Linked DNA regions of Capsicum annuum: region 1 is linked to region 2. The links are chromatin contacts, called in public Hi-C maps. All regions are on one chromosome and are shown on one strand. The core of a region is the stretch at or near the end of the contact, and the rest is flanking DNA. Distances in the headings are between cores, read along the strand shown.

What was found. Hi-C and Micro-C count contacts between places; a contact is called where the count stands out from the background.
Region 1: a contact with region 2 is called in a Hi-C map of leaf, with 2.5 times the contacts expected there. The contact joins the promoter of LOC107873081 here to the enhancer-like site in region 2. A contact is called at or near these places in 2 of 5 Hi-C or Micro-C datasets (leaf and placenta).

The regions. Positions count from the first base shown.
Region 1 is chr6:161,774,543-161,782,142 of UCD10Xv1.1, reverse strand. It overlaps LOC107873081 (5'-nucleotidase SurE), which reads right to left and starts at 5,613. Exons shown (of 10, transcript XM_047413542.1): 1 at 5,170-5,613; 2 at 4,600-4,694; 3 at 2,304-2,368; 4 at 1,993-2,036; 5 at 1,559-1,645; 6 at 1,321-1,474; 7 at 234-422; 8 at 1-20. The coding sequence starts at 5,315.
Region 2 is chr6:161,589,804-161,597,355 of UCD10Xv1.1, reverse strand. LOC107873082 (protein OBERON 2) reads left to right here. Exons shown (of 3, transcript XM_047413541.1): 3 at 1-342. Among protein-coding and RNA genes, the nearest start is that of LOC107873082, 8.5 kb to the left of the region's middle. Within about 2 kb of position 1,670, at least 3 of the 5 cell types and tissues checked have an H3K27ac peak or open chromatin away from gene starts, as enhancers often do. A contact at or near this core is called in leaf, where this site is marked.

The DNA of each region.
Region 1 (7,600 bases), core at 4,364-6,863, 180 kb before region 2:
ACTGTTGGTGTTTCCGCAGTCTAGAAACGATTAGACATACAATTGAATTTACTCAGGATATAATAAAAAGAAGAAACAAAGGTAGATGGAGGGGGGTGGGTGAGATTTAGAAAAAGGATAGCAATTAACAGAAAAGACAACAAAAAGGAGCAGGGGAAGAGGGAACTTTGGATATCAGGATTAGGGGAAATTTCAGCAAATAAACGAGTAAAAGATAGAGAAAGAGATCTCACATCTAACTTAAACAGTAGATGTTCTTCTTTGGTGCTTAATATCATCTCTTCTGTATATACTTCTGTATTTCCCGATGGATTTATCTCCATTAGTTTTGTTTGTGACGTTGTAACTGCTTGTGCTTCAGAAATAACTTGCGTCCATCCCATTTTGTAAAAACATTTCCCCTGCTTAGTCAGCCGGTAACCCTAGGAGTACAACAATCAAGTCCATCTACTTAAGCATATAAAACTAAAATTACCCAACAAAGTGAAAATCTATAGATCAAGCAGGGAAACATTTTCTAATGATGGAGCCTTTACATCAATGACAGGAATGTACTCACTACGAGAGTATCAGAAATACTGGCCAAGAAAGTCACAAAAGAACCAGATTATTATTCAACTTGATGGTTTTTGTCATTTTTTTCTGTCCTAATATTTGCTAAATTTAAGCTCCACATTTCTCCTACGTGAAGTTCATTTCAATTCAATCACAACTTGGATTAGCAACTACTAGATTTTATGTCAAATTCAAATTTGAAGGAGCAAGTAGCGGTATAGAAGAAATTAAAAGGCTGTGGTAGTCAAGTCAGGCTTGTAATTGCATTGATTAAAGCTACTCTTAGAATGATAAAGACCAAGATCTAATCCAAGCCCTAAAGCTCCCTAAAGAGTCATGGAAGCAAAATTTGACCAAGAAAAAAGGATTTGCTGTTTATTAAAGGTTTACTGGAGCAAGTAACACAATATTCATAACAATCAAAACTATCTTAAATAACAATTTGTCTGTTTAAATGCTCTGAATCATGGTGTTGTAGGTATCCCTTAGCTCATCTTTCTGAATCCGAGATGTTGGTGAAAAGAAAGGCAGAAAGGCCAAAAGAAAAGAAGAAATGTGATCCTAGAGAAGTCTACAACAAATGTGATCCTCAGAACAATCTTGTGCACGGACGTCCCAGAAGACAATGTCAAAGGAAGAAGCTAAGAAATATATGAAAGTAAAAACACCAGGAGATCAGGTTAAGATGCCAAGTCTAACTTGTGACACCAGATTTTATGTCCCTTTGGAATTAAAACGCAATGATAACAAAATCCAGCAGCTTACCTTGTTATTGGCAACTTCTCTGGGGACATTTATATTCAGAAAGCAATTCTGAGGATAAGTCTTATTAGCGATCTCAGCCAACATAGCAGTGATGATGGGTATGGAAGCTTCAGCGCATAATGTGAAATCATCAACATTGAGTTTTCGACCAACCCTGAAGTTGACACTCGCATAAAAACCAACGAAAAATGAACAACTAAACTATTTTAAATTAATTGGTAGGCTGATTTAGCTTTACATATTATGGCAGTCATATGATACAGCGACAGAAGGAATGCCATGGAAGAAAGCCTCTCGTGCACCACCCACTGTCCCTGAATAAACACTGCATTTCCAGCGTTAGATCAAATTTATTCTGGCACGAACATTAAATATAACAGTTTCTCGCCACTTAAGTGAAGTTTAGGACTTAATACCATGGCCCAAGGCCTACCAGAAAGAACAAAACATACTCTCGTGTAGCATTTGAAAGAGCATATGATGGTGTTTTCTGTAATATTTCAGGAATACGTACGTGGTGCAAGGTTAAAAATGTTGCAATTGGTTAACTGAGTAACAATAACTAATATAAATAGCATAACTAGCAAACAAAAAGAGAAGGAAATTGAAGTAGGGTATCAATTAAGCATTTCACAGAAAAGATCTTGAGGCTTGATAGAGAAATTTACTAACATGTCATAGCCGCAATTGCAGCCTAAATTAATGCCACTGACAACCTGCAAGCATAAATTGGCAAGAGTTCAAACACCGTATCGTGAGCACATATATACTAGCTGCAAGTGCAAGTAAAAATAGCAAAAACAACCCAAAAGCAAATTTCATTTTGTACTTGTACATCCGAAATGTAATTTTTCATAAAGATGAAATCGGATAAATCCACAGTGAACTTTATGAAGATCATATATAGTTCATACACAGATACATGATAAGTGAGACTACATGCTAAATCAAAATATAAGCTGAGCATCAGTCTGAAAAGCTACCAGATCAGGTAGCGAAGGAAAGATCTTTTTGGAGATTCCTAGGGAAGTTGAGTCTGCTGGAGTTCCTGCCAAATGCAAACAGAATGTTTGTGCGAGTGGGAAAGAGATAACGATACAATAATCATTGTAAATGAAGTCAGATAACAAGTTGTCGTTAAGGGAACTGTACTACCATGAATCAACTTGACTAATTTTTGAATTAGAAGATATCATTTGCTTGTGTTTCATTCACTAGATTGAAATTCAATATTAGAACTTTTGAATTCAATATTAGAACTTTTGTTCTCCTTTTTTCATTTTCCAGAAGGATAGCGTAAGACAATCAGTTCAAGTTGCACCAGCTTGTGGGAATATGAACAGATACAAGCACAAAATAATTCACAATTAGCTATGCTTGGTAACAGCCTTTAGAGACAATATAGGCAATTGCTTATTTCCTTAAATTAAATGGCATGCACCAAAGCTCCCGCTATGCGCGAGATTCAGAAAAAGGTCATCACAAAGGTCTTTTGTACACAATCCTAACCTTCATTTTTGCAAGAGACTATTTTCACAGCTTGAACCGTTTCCTTTCGATCACGTGACAGCAAATCTAGTGGTGGCAAAATTAGCCCAAACCCATTTAACCCACCCATATTTTAATGGGTTGGGCCAGAGCAATTTTAAAGATGAGCTTATTTAGCTAGTTCAAGTGAACCATCATAAATCATCAAGTCAAATGGGCTTGTGATGATACCCAACTTTGACCAAACAAAATGTTTAATACTAGTATTTGTAATTTTATTTTTAATATTTTTAATTAATTTTTTAGTTGCTTCAATTATATTCTTTTTTTTCATTTTGAAATAACTGTAGTAACAAATAATTTTTTGAATGAAGAAAAATAAATTTTTTCTCATGCCATCTCCCTACCCCTACCCCACCAAAAGAAAATTTAAATATTTTCTAAAATTTATTTTTTAAAAATAAATTAATTTTTCAATTTATATTTTTTAAAAAAAAATTCTTACACTGTCGTGCTACCCCGGCCCCTATCCCCCCCCCAAACAAAAAAAAAAACTTAATTTTTTTATTAAAAAAAAATCAGTCTTTTATAAAACCTCAATCCACCCTTCACCCTTCTCCCTCAAAAAAATAAATTCTTACGCCATTTCCCCACCTCCCTAAACATGACCCCCTAGCCCCACCCTTTAAAAAAAATAAATTTTTCTTAAAATTTACTTTTTCGCAAGAAAAATAAACTTTTTCTTACCCCATCCCCTTCCCCCTCCCTACCACGACCCACCCCTAGCCCCCTCCTAATTTTTTTTAATTTACATTTTTAAAAAATTTCAATTTTTTTTCTTAGCCCACCCTCTATCCTTACCCCACCCCCACGCCCAAAAAAAAAATTTAAATCTTTCAAATTTATTTTATAAAGAAAATATATTTTTTCCACCTCTTTTATCTTATTCGTTATTATTATTTTGTGTTAAATATATATACAAATATTTTTATTACATTTTTTAGTTTTCATATTTTAGTTTTTCTTGAAAACAATAATAATAACAATTAAATATCATTCAATCAAAGTTTTTACTAGAATGATATAGGTTGGGCTATAATCCATTGTTTAGTCCATCTAAGCCCAACTCATTTAGCCCATTGTTTAGTCCATTTAAGCCAACCCATTTAGCTTATCTATATTTTGGGTGGATTGAGCAATGACCCATTTATTGATTTAGTTAATTTTGACCCACCCAAATTCAGCCAAAACCGTCCATTTGCCACCCCTACCAACAACTTTACAAGTTACAGAAAGGCTCCCTTCATTCTTTTCCTTCAATTTTAAAGCAACATAATAGAAGCAGCGCTTCTGGCTTATGGAGGGTCAATAGCATCAATTTACGTAGATAAACACATTTTATTGAATAATTTTGCAACTTAAAATTAGATTATCAAAAATATTAGGTTGTGATTGTACGCCTATCAAATTGGTGATAGAATTCCAACATTTTGAAAGAGAGAAAGTACAGAAGAAATCAAATTAGCCTCCAGATCTTTTAACTATTTTTCAAGTCCACAGCATAAAGAATGAGAATCAGTTTGAGATTTTAAAGTATTGAAGACATCAAACCACCAATTTCATATAGAAAGGACAGTTATGCAATTGTGAAAAGCCAATAAAAGCAGGACTCAGAGAAGTACAAAGATTTGACAGATTAAAGACTAAGATGACAATAGAAAATCAAAGATGAATTAAGAATTTAAATCTAAGCAGTTCTCAGTTAGCAAATTCTGTAAGACCAAAACTAACCAGAAACTGCAAAAGCTGTAGCGCCAGGGACATCTACTTTCTTAACAGTAACCGAGCGTTGCCATGAAACACAATGACTAGCAGCCGATCTTTCACTGGAAGACGGAAATCAAAGTGTCAGAAATATTATAAGGCCTCTATTAGATGTTGAAATTATAGCACATTGGTTGAAAGAATCGACTATGTATTAGAAAATCCTCACAGTTAGCTTTTTGGAATGAGTCAGGGTCAAATTAATCTCAAATTTTCATCACAAAGTCCATTTACAGTTCTAATTGCAGACAACATTGCTGCATATTCAGCCGCTGTATAAGTATACAGGGCACACAGGAATGAATCAGGGCGAAGACAAGTAGTGCTAAGGCAGCTCAATCAACCTACATCAGCAAAATATTACACTAATTATACATGATTAAAATTACTTTTTTTTTTTATATATATACAGCAGAGGTTGAACCCTGTTCGACTGTTTACGTCTTCATATTTCAAACTTCCTAATAAAAATCTAAACTCCGTCACTGAAATGAATAAGTTGTACTATAAAAAAAAGGAGAGAGAGAAGAGCGGTACGAGTCAGGAGCAAAAACGAGAACATGGAATAGATTGGTGGAGACGAGGGCACGAACAAGAGCTCTTAAACCAGGTGCATCAATTCCATCATCATTAGTGACCATTACCATCGGCTTATCACCGGAGACATTGTTCCCATTCTCCATTAATGCTACAAAAATGGAGAAACTGTCACTAGTGCTCAATGAGAGTTGAGCCCAACTATCAGAATATTAATTGGACGTTGTATGTGTCTAGAGAGAAATGTGAAAGGACATTGGAGGATTATATTAACTTGTTTTTAACCTGCACGCAAACAGAATCGAATCATTTTTTTTTACGCGGAAATCGATAGACATCTAAATTTGCTATCATCTTTTATTTGACATTAAAAGTAGACGATGTTCATTTCAAACACTCATCAAGTGTTCATTTTAAACACTCATCGAGTGTGTCACCTTTTGCAGAGTTGGTATAATGCTTGCATTACACATATATGAAGGCGTGTGAAAATCTTTTTTTGATTGATATGACATCCAAGTTGGCCCATAAACAATATATAAACTCTTTCCATTAATTTATACTCCCTCCGTTTTAAAAAGAATACATACTTTCTGTTTTATTCCGTTTAAAATAGAATGATTCCTTTTCTTTTTTAATAATTTTTTAATTTTAACTTTCCACGTGATATATTTAAGATCACAAGATTGAAAGACATTTTAATATATTTGACATATATTTGATTTGGAAAACTTTATTATGGGTGAGACTCAAATAGTGTAAGTTATGTGAGGGTCTTTATGCATGACAAGTGTTTATTTATCACTCATAAAGTCATGACAGCCACTCATTTTCATATTTTCTCTTTTTATCTTATCTTTTCAATTCTTTTATTTTTGTTCACTTTTTTTCTTTTTCTACCAATTCCTAATTAATCATAACTAAATTCATATAAATTTAGTATTATAATCATAACCGTCTTGTTGCTGCATATATTAGCAGAATTGACATCTAGCGTTCATTAGTTAATTTGAACTTTTTTTTATTTTTTGTTTCTTCTATTACTTAGCTACAAAAAAAAATTAATAGATAATTTTTTGAAATTGATATTCAATCCGTTTCATATTAGTTAGTCTTTTTTTTACACGATGTTAAAAAATTATAAATAAAAAGGTAGGTTTACAAACAAGCGTGGACACTTTCAAAAAGAATTAATTACAAAGGTAATATTGAAATAAATTATTACGAATACTTTCTCGATTTAGTAAGGTGGACTTTTAATATGGGACAACTATTTTTAGTTTGATGAACAACTAATATAAAACGGATAAAGTAAGATTATCAAATTAATTTTATTTTAGATCTCCTAAACTTTTAACCCACAACATTTATGGTTTCTTTTATGTCTATGTTTGATTTGTGTGATGAAATATTGAAAAATTAGTAAAAATCCAGAGAGTTAAATAAGGGCTAAGTTTAGATGAAATTTTGATGAACCTAAAAATATAAGCTTATATTGAAAAAAAAAAAAACCATGTACACATGGTCACTTATAACGAGGGAAAATCCGACACCAGAGTAAAATCAAAGAATGAGTTAAGAATAGGGATATTTTTTTCAAGGGGTCATTTGAGAAGTACCTGGATCATAGGCATGTTTGAAGAGACAAGAGGAACCTTCTCGACAAAAAATTGCATTGTATATATAAGGTACTTTTTTTTATTATTTATGTAGCCATATTGTTTTTTAAATTACCTAACACTATATTACAAGTAGGATTAGTGGTTTTGGAGATTCGAAATTCACTTTAAAGTTCTAAATTCAAATCTCAAACATATAATTTTTTTTTTTTAATTCTCCTAGTAAAAATCCTAGATCCTTTCATATTTGACTTTGTGAAAATATTTTTAAAAAAAAATGAATTTTTTTTTTACTTTAAGTTATTCCTAAAAATTCAAAAATACCTTTTTATTCCTAAAAATTTAAAAATACCTTCGATTCATATTTATGATCAAACACAATTTTAATTTTAAATATTATTTTTTATTTTTAAAATATATATTTTTTAAATATTTATACTTTTTATGGTTAAAAACCTCCTAAAAGGAGCTAAAAGTACAAATGAGAAAAGAGGAAGATTGAAATATAAAATAAAGAGGCAATGTTTTAAAATAAAAAGAAGAACAAGAAAGAAAAACAAAATACTGAAATATAAATAAGAAATAGAGCAAAATGTGAGTAGGGAAAGCATTTGATGATAAAATGGGTCCCACGAAAATACTTGTCAAAAACTAAGAGGAGCCTCACACAACTATTGTTGGGTGAGCCTCACCCATATTAAAATTTTCCTATTTAATTTAACACCATAAAATTCAAAAGTTTCTTTATTTTTTTAAACTCCGTGTCAAGTCAAATTAGGTAATTCTTTTTAAAACGGAGAATGTAATTCTAC
Region 2 (7,552 bases), core at 421-2,920:
TTTTCGTTTAGCTTGCTATTGGAGCAAAAAAATATCATAACTAAGAGTTCAAAAAAGAACAAAAAAAAAGAGCATAACTAAGAGTGTAAAGTTAGAACCTATTTCGAGTTGCATTTTCGTTTTTCCTATATTCTCCTCCATTTATAGGCATGGGTATAACTGAAATAGAAAATGCTGCCTCATTGTGCCATAGTCGGACATTTATATCCATTATCAACGTGTGCTCAAACAGAAATAGCAGAAGTCTTGTTCATTATTTGAACGAGTTGCTTACCTTCTTGTTCAAGTAAACAAACACATGCTTATGTCGATTGGCAAGGGCAAACCTGTTTGCCCGGTTACTCAATTTGGATGTTGCCATTTAATCGTTTCTGCTTTTTCATTTTTTTTTGCTTGTGTCGCATTTCGGTTAAGGTACAGTGGTTGAAGTTCTAGCATGGTTGGTCACGTGTTTAAAATCAACTTATTTTGAAGTGTTTTTTAAAAAAGTATTTTGGCAATCATTTTGAAACACTTTTGAGCAACAATTAGTATTTGGCCAAATATTTTGAAGTGTTTCTGATTGTATTTTTGCAAAAAGATACTTTTGGAGGAAATTGATTTTTCTATGGACAAATCACATAAATATATAATTTAAGAATCAATATTATAAAAACTACAGTTTTTACTTTTCAAAGAATAACAATAAAAATCTAACAAAATCTATTAAATAGGGTAAAAGAAAAAACAGAAAACAAGTAAATAAAATAGCATGATTTAAGGGGGCAATTTAATAGTTGACATTTTATCTTACAAATTCTCTTATTTTGTTTTTTTCAAATAAGTTTTTAAAAAATATTTAATAAGGTAATCGGAAAAACAACACATTTATTTGATATTGTTTTATATTTTTAAATATTATTTATTTAATTCAATTGACATTAAGTTTTAATATTTTCAAAGAGAAAAAATATCATTAATGACAGTAAATTCTCCAATTGATTCAAACCACATTCCATACAAATTTCATACACCATAAAATTATCAGTATACTAATTTTTATATATTTTAGATATCATAAAATTATTTATACACTAATTTTTGGAAGTTGATGGATTTCGTTGAAACTGTAGCCGTAGTGCATGTCCCTAGATCTTGAAATAAAATAGCACATAGTTTAGCAAAGTTCTCTATTTCATTGTTACAAAATTCTGTTTGATTTGTTAATTATCCGAATAGTATTTTTTAACACTCTGAAACTTACTATGAATTAATATAAATAGTATATTGTCTATGAATTAATATAAATAGTATATTGTTAAAAAAAAAAGTACATTCTCAAAAGTCGATAAAGAAGAAGAATGGAACTTATATTTTGAGAGAGCACCACCCTGAGTAGAGCACAATTTATGAATAAGAAACTTTTGGAAATTTGAAGTCGAATGATGCTTCTTCATCATCTTATCAAAGTAAGGATCTGATATTACTGCCTCCCAAATTTTTGACACACATTTGAAGCGAAGAACAGATTGCAAGGGTAACCTCCTGAGGATTTCCACAACTATTTGCTTTTGGATATGAATTTCAGTCGCCTCCTCCATTTGCTGCTTTGATTGAGAAAACCCATTTTTAGTTTGAAAATGCTTTCTCTTTAGTACTTTGACAGACATTGGATGGTAGCTGGTGATCCGGAAAACGCTTAAGATTCCAAGATGAACACAAGGAGACTGACTACGACGGAGACTGAGATAAAGGGGTTACGGTTGGCTGAGGTTTAATTCAAACATGGAAAGAGAAGCAACAGACATGCTCCCTCCGTCCCATTTTACCCATCCCAAATTAGGGTGACACAACTATTAAGAAAATAATAATTAGTAATGTAACTTTATCATTTTGCCTTTCTTGATTGTTTCTTGTTATTAGTTCCAATAACTAATAACAAGAAGTAATCAATTACACTAAGGGTATAATGAAAAAATAAATTTATCTTGTCTTAATAAGTAAAAAAAAAAAGTAAAATGAGACATCAAATTGATAAGTAAAAAAGAATAAGTAAAATGAGATATCAAATTAAGAAATTTGGCACGAATAAAATGAGACGAAAGGAGTAATAAAGAAGGATGAGTCGAGAAGGAAACAAAAGTTATTATACTCCTATAATAAATAGATAATAGGAGTATAATAGGTTTGTATTAAAAAACAGACCGATATTATTTTTATTTATAAAATATAGTTTTTATTTAAATTCAAAGGAAAGGTAAAGAAAATAAATAAGTACAAAAAATAATAAGAATGTAAAAAACAAAAAAAAATTATGTGCGTTTTTAGAAAAATTTAAATACAAAAAATAATAAGAAGGAAAGTTAAAATAAAAGAAATTGTGTGTATTTGAGAATATTAATACAAGAAAAAAAATAAGTTGACAAGAAAAAATTTAAAAATTACGTGTATTTGTGAAAAAATAAAATATAAATCAAAGAGAAGTAAAAAAAGTACATGTATTTGAGAAAGTTTTAAATACAAGGCAAAGAAATATTTTTAAAAATTACGTGTATTGACTTATTTTAAATATAAGATAATAACTAAAAAAAACTTTTAAAAAAATATTTATATACGTGGAGGTGCATGTTGTGATGCCATGTCAGCACTGAAGGGCATATTTATTACACTTTAAAATAGTTCAGGGGTAATCAAACCTACTTTAAGATGGGGTGTGTCTCAATGACTTTCGTTATAGTTGAAGGGGTAACAATCAGGGGCGGACTCACGTGTTAGGGTGGGGTGCATGTGCACTCGGTAAGTTCGAAAAAAATTGTGTATACGTATATGTATATACCTTAAGAAACTGTTATATAAATTATATGCACCCCAAAGAATACAGACTCGGGATCGAATCCCAGGGTCAAGTTTTCTTTTTCTATTTTTTGTGTTATTAATTTTTAACAACAAAAGTAGTAGTAAGGAATTGAACTTGCAACCTCTTTGCTTACACAATCCATCCTTAATCACTGGGCTACTGCATTAATCTATTTATAAAGAGTTAAGGTTTATATATTATCCTAAAACACCCACATTTGGCCTATATATTTATATTTTCGCCATTACTTAAGCCTTTACTAATCTATCAATTAGACACGACACTATCCCTCAGTCATCATTGGAAGATTCTTGAGCGCTTATGTTATGATAAAGGTGCACTCGCACTCTTCAAATTCTGAGTTCGCCTCTGATAACAATGTCTTTTCTCTTATTTTAAATTTGAATTCATCATCATTATATTTACTTAAATATTTAATTTTTAATATGCTTACCTATACCGAGTCTATCGGAAAAACTTTTACTTTTTAAAAATAAACTAGTTTAGGTGTACGCGCCTTGTACGTGTACCTCACTTTGATGAGTTCAAACATTACACTAAATAAGATATTTGTTTAAATAATAAAGATGAATATAATAATTAAATTCAATATCTTTTGAGTATGTAAAGATGGAGAATTTATTTATTAAACCTAACCTTTACCAAAAATATTTTTAAAAGCCGATCTACATTCATCTACCATCTGAAAATTGCAACAAAACAATGCAATGATAGAGACATCAAAATAATACAACTAAATCTAATCTTTATACACAAAATTTTTTCAAAGTCGTCTGACACTCATCTACCATCTGTAAGCAATAACAAAATAAGACGATAATAGAGATATCAAAATAATACAACTAAACCTAACCCTTACATAAAAAAATTCTTCAAAGCCGACCAATATTTATCTATCACTTGTAAACTGCAACAAAATAATGCGATAAAAGTGATATCAAAACAATATAATTAAACTTAAATTTTACACACAAAAATTTCTCAAAGCCGATCGAGATTCATCTACGAACTGTAAACTACCACAAAATAACAAACTAATAGAGATATTACGATAATATAATTAAACCTAACCTTTATCTAAAAAACTTTTCAAAGCCGACCCACATTCATCTAGCATCTGTAAATTAAAATAAAACAATAAAGATATCAAAACAATAGGATTAAATCTAACCTTTACACAAGAAATTCTTCAAAGCCAACCGACATTCATCTACAACCTGTAAACTATAAAAAACAATATAATAGTGATCACAAAGCTTCGATTTTGGTCCAACTAATTCTTGTCTGAGCGAAAATTTTGAACCTAAAGAATGATTTTGAATGAAAACAAAGAAAATATATATATACACATATGTTGAATTCTATTATGCTGACGAAAATAGTGAAGAAGTTGAGGGCATACAATCGAATCAAGTTAGATGAGCATCAATCATAATTTTTCAATAGGCTACATCTCAATATTTATAGAAGTATTTCCTTAATAAAGTCCTATTTTAGGAGTATTTTTCTAATTGAACAATAGAAAAGAAAATATTAATTAATTCTCCTACCATATATTTTAGGAATCCCATATATTTTAGGAAGTCTAGTAGAAAGAAAAATATTAATTAACTCTCATACTATATATTTTTGGAATCTCATATATTTTAGAAAGTCTAGTTAATATAATAAAAAATAATTAAATAATATATTAAAATAATAGTGAAAAAATAATTTTGTCTAAAGAAGAGTCTTTTAATGAAGGACAAAAAGTTCAAATCATTTTTCTAATAAAGAATAATTTTAGGTTTTAAGGATAAAATAAGAATAATTTAATTCAAATTACATACCAGTTGTGCAATTTCAAAGGTTATATCTCCACAAAAATAAAGAAATATGACCAAAATTACCTCAAATTATTTCAATAAGTTGCACAATGCAAAGAGTACCCCATGCTGGATATCCACCAGCACCATAAGCATATTCAGGAGTGCACCTAATTGCAAGGCCAGAGAAAGACTGGTAGCCTAATCCTTAGTGCTTCAAAACTTTTGATAACATATCTTTATCTTTTGCGTTACCAATGCAGTTGCAAATCCTAATCAAAACATAAAAATATCCTATTGATTAGTAGATCAATCTCTTAATAGTATAAAAAAGTTAATAACAAAAAAGATCTTACTCCTACCTTATTGGGTGGAGAGATTGTTTCCGATAGATCCTCGCCTCAAGAAAAGATTCGCATGTAAAAAGCTAATCATAAAACTTGTTGCAGAAAGTGATCATAAATCTTATTCTCAAAGTCACGCAACAAACATACAAAACGGACTATTTTTTTTTATGCAAACTCAACTTCATTTGAGTTGAGATTTTTCGAAATCACAACCTCTTTATCTCCATAAGGTAGGGGTAAGATTTGTATGCATTTTGTTCTCTCCTTGAGTAGAATTTCAAGTTTTCTATCATTATAAACAATTTTAAGATATAATTATGTAAACTCAACTTTAACTAAGTTGGATCTTTCGGAAACATCTTTATCTTCGTGAGATGGATAAGATTGAATGTACAAAAGATATTACCACAACCTCATGGACTAAATCACTAAAAAATAAATAATAAGAGATACGTATTCTAATTTTTAAAAAATAAATACTACTTTTTAATAAACAAAATAAATTAAACAATAACCAATATTATGTGAGGAGAACTTTTGTGGTAAACCGTCTTGCACTTAATCTTTGGTGCCTCATGAGGGTATACTGAAGAATACAACATAAATGTGACACCCATATATACAGGAATAACAAAAGAATAAGCGATAAAAAAAATCACCATATAAATTAAATGAATTACTTCTTACAAGTAAAAAATTTGAAGACTGGTCTATCAAATTAATTGGACATTCATGTTTGAAGATACATGATTTTGATGGACATGCAGAGTAGAAGAAGACGTCCAAAAACAAAATTAATAGCAAAAATAAATTGTTGAATTGAATGACACTCGATGTGCAATTCTAGAAAAATTAGGCAAGAGACTCCCTTTTCCTTTTAACCTTCATATGAACACGTACATAGTATATTAGCAAAATAAATATACATTGTAAATTGAATAAGTTAAATTTAGACAAATTACAAAATAAATTAATACCCACGTTTCTTATTAGTTTTCACCTAAGAAAACATGTTACTAACACTATAAGAAAAATTTTCTTTTTTAGGAAGTTTTTTCTCATAAAATAAACTATTAATTTTCTTTATATTTAATCACAGAAAGTTAAAAGAAAACCTACCATATTTTTACCGAAAGTTCAAATAAAACCTACCATTTTTGTAGGAAGTTTTCTCATGTAAAATCAACCAATAAAGTTTCATTCCCGTGTGTTTTGGGAGTCTTCCAATATATTTTAATATTCAATATTATAAAATAATAATTTAACACGTATATTAACAAATAAATACACATTGTAAATTGAATAAGTTAAATCTAGACAAATTAAAAATAGAATTACTTCTTACCATATATTTCAAAACTCCTAATTTAAGAAAAAATCTAATCATATATTTTAAAGTTCTAATACCATATATTTTAGGAGTTAATATTATATATATAATTATATAATTAAATAATAATTTGAGAAAAAAATAGTAAAATGACAATTTTATCTAAAGCGGAGACTTTTAATGTGGAGCAAAAAGTTCAAATCACTTTTCCAAGGGCCTTCACACTTTTAATATATTATAAATTATAGATTATAGAAAAAACGTAGCATATGCTTATATTCATTTCTTTTATTTGCTTTATTTAGGTTGAGCACACATACTTATTAAGGGGTGTGCTCAACCTAAATAGAGCAAATAAAAGAAATGAATATAAGCATATGCTACGTTTTTTCTATAATCTATAATCTATAGATTATAGATAAAACGTAGCATATACTTATATTATGTTACCATATTATAGGTTGAGCTCACCCCTTAATAAGTATGTTACTACCATCAGCAGTGGTAGCCCAATGGTAAGGGATTGGTCTACCCTATCCAGAGGTCGAGGGTTCGACTTTGGGTTTGGACAAACACTCTATTGGGAGTTCTTCCCCCCAAATGGGGCCCGACGCGGGGCGAATCCTAATATAGTCGGACTCCTAAAAAACGGGTACTGAACACCGGATGGTTTAAACCCAAAAAAAAAGTATGTTACTTCTATAAAATTTACCTATATATTCCTAGTTGAATTTTATACCTCTTTTCAAATCAATAAAAATTACATTTATTGAATAAGGACATAATAGGAGGATTTTGTTCAAATTATTCTTAAAAGATTAAAGGAACAAATATCTAAGAATATAAGCACAATTCAAATACAACAAATGAAAAGGAATGCAGGGAGTATCACTTTCTCTCAACTTCATTTATGATAACATTGCATATGCTTATACTACTTTCTCTCGACTTCATTTATCAGATCACGTTGATTATATTATTAACAAAAAAAATGGAGACAAGAAAATTGTACTAGTATTTTTGTGTTACGACTTGAACCTACACCTTAGACGTGATCGGGCACTTGAAACCATGAATGATCCTAAGCGAATTCTTAGCCTGAGAAACAGTTCATGAAACTTTTTTTTTTTCAAGCTTTGTTGAAGCTGACAACAATAAGCTTGGAAAATCTTCTCAAAATAAGATATAAACACTTGGTTGGTTTCCATATTCA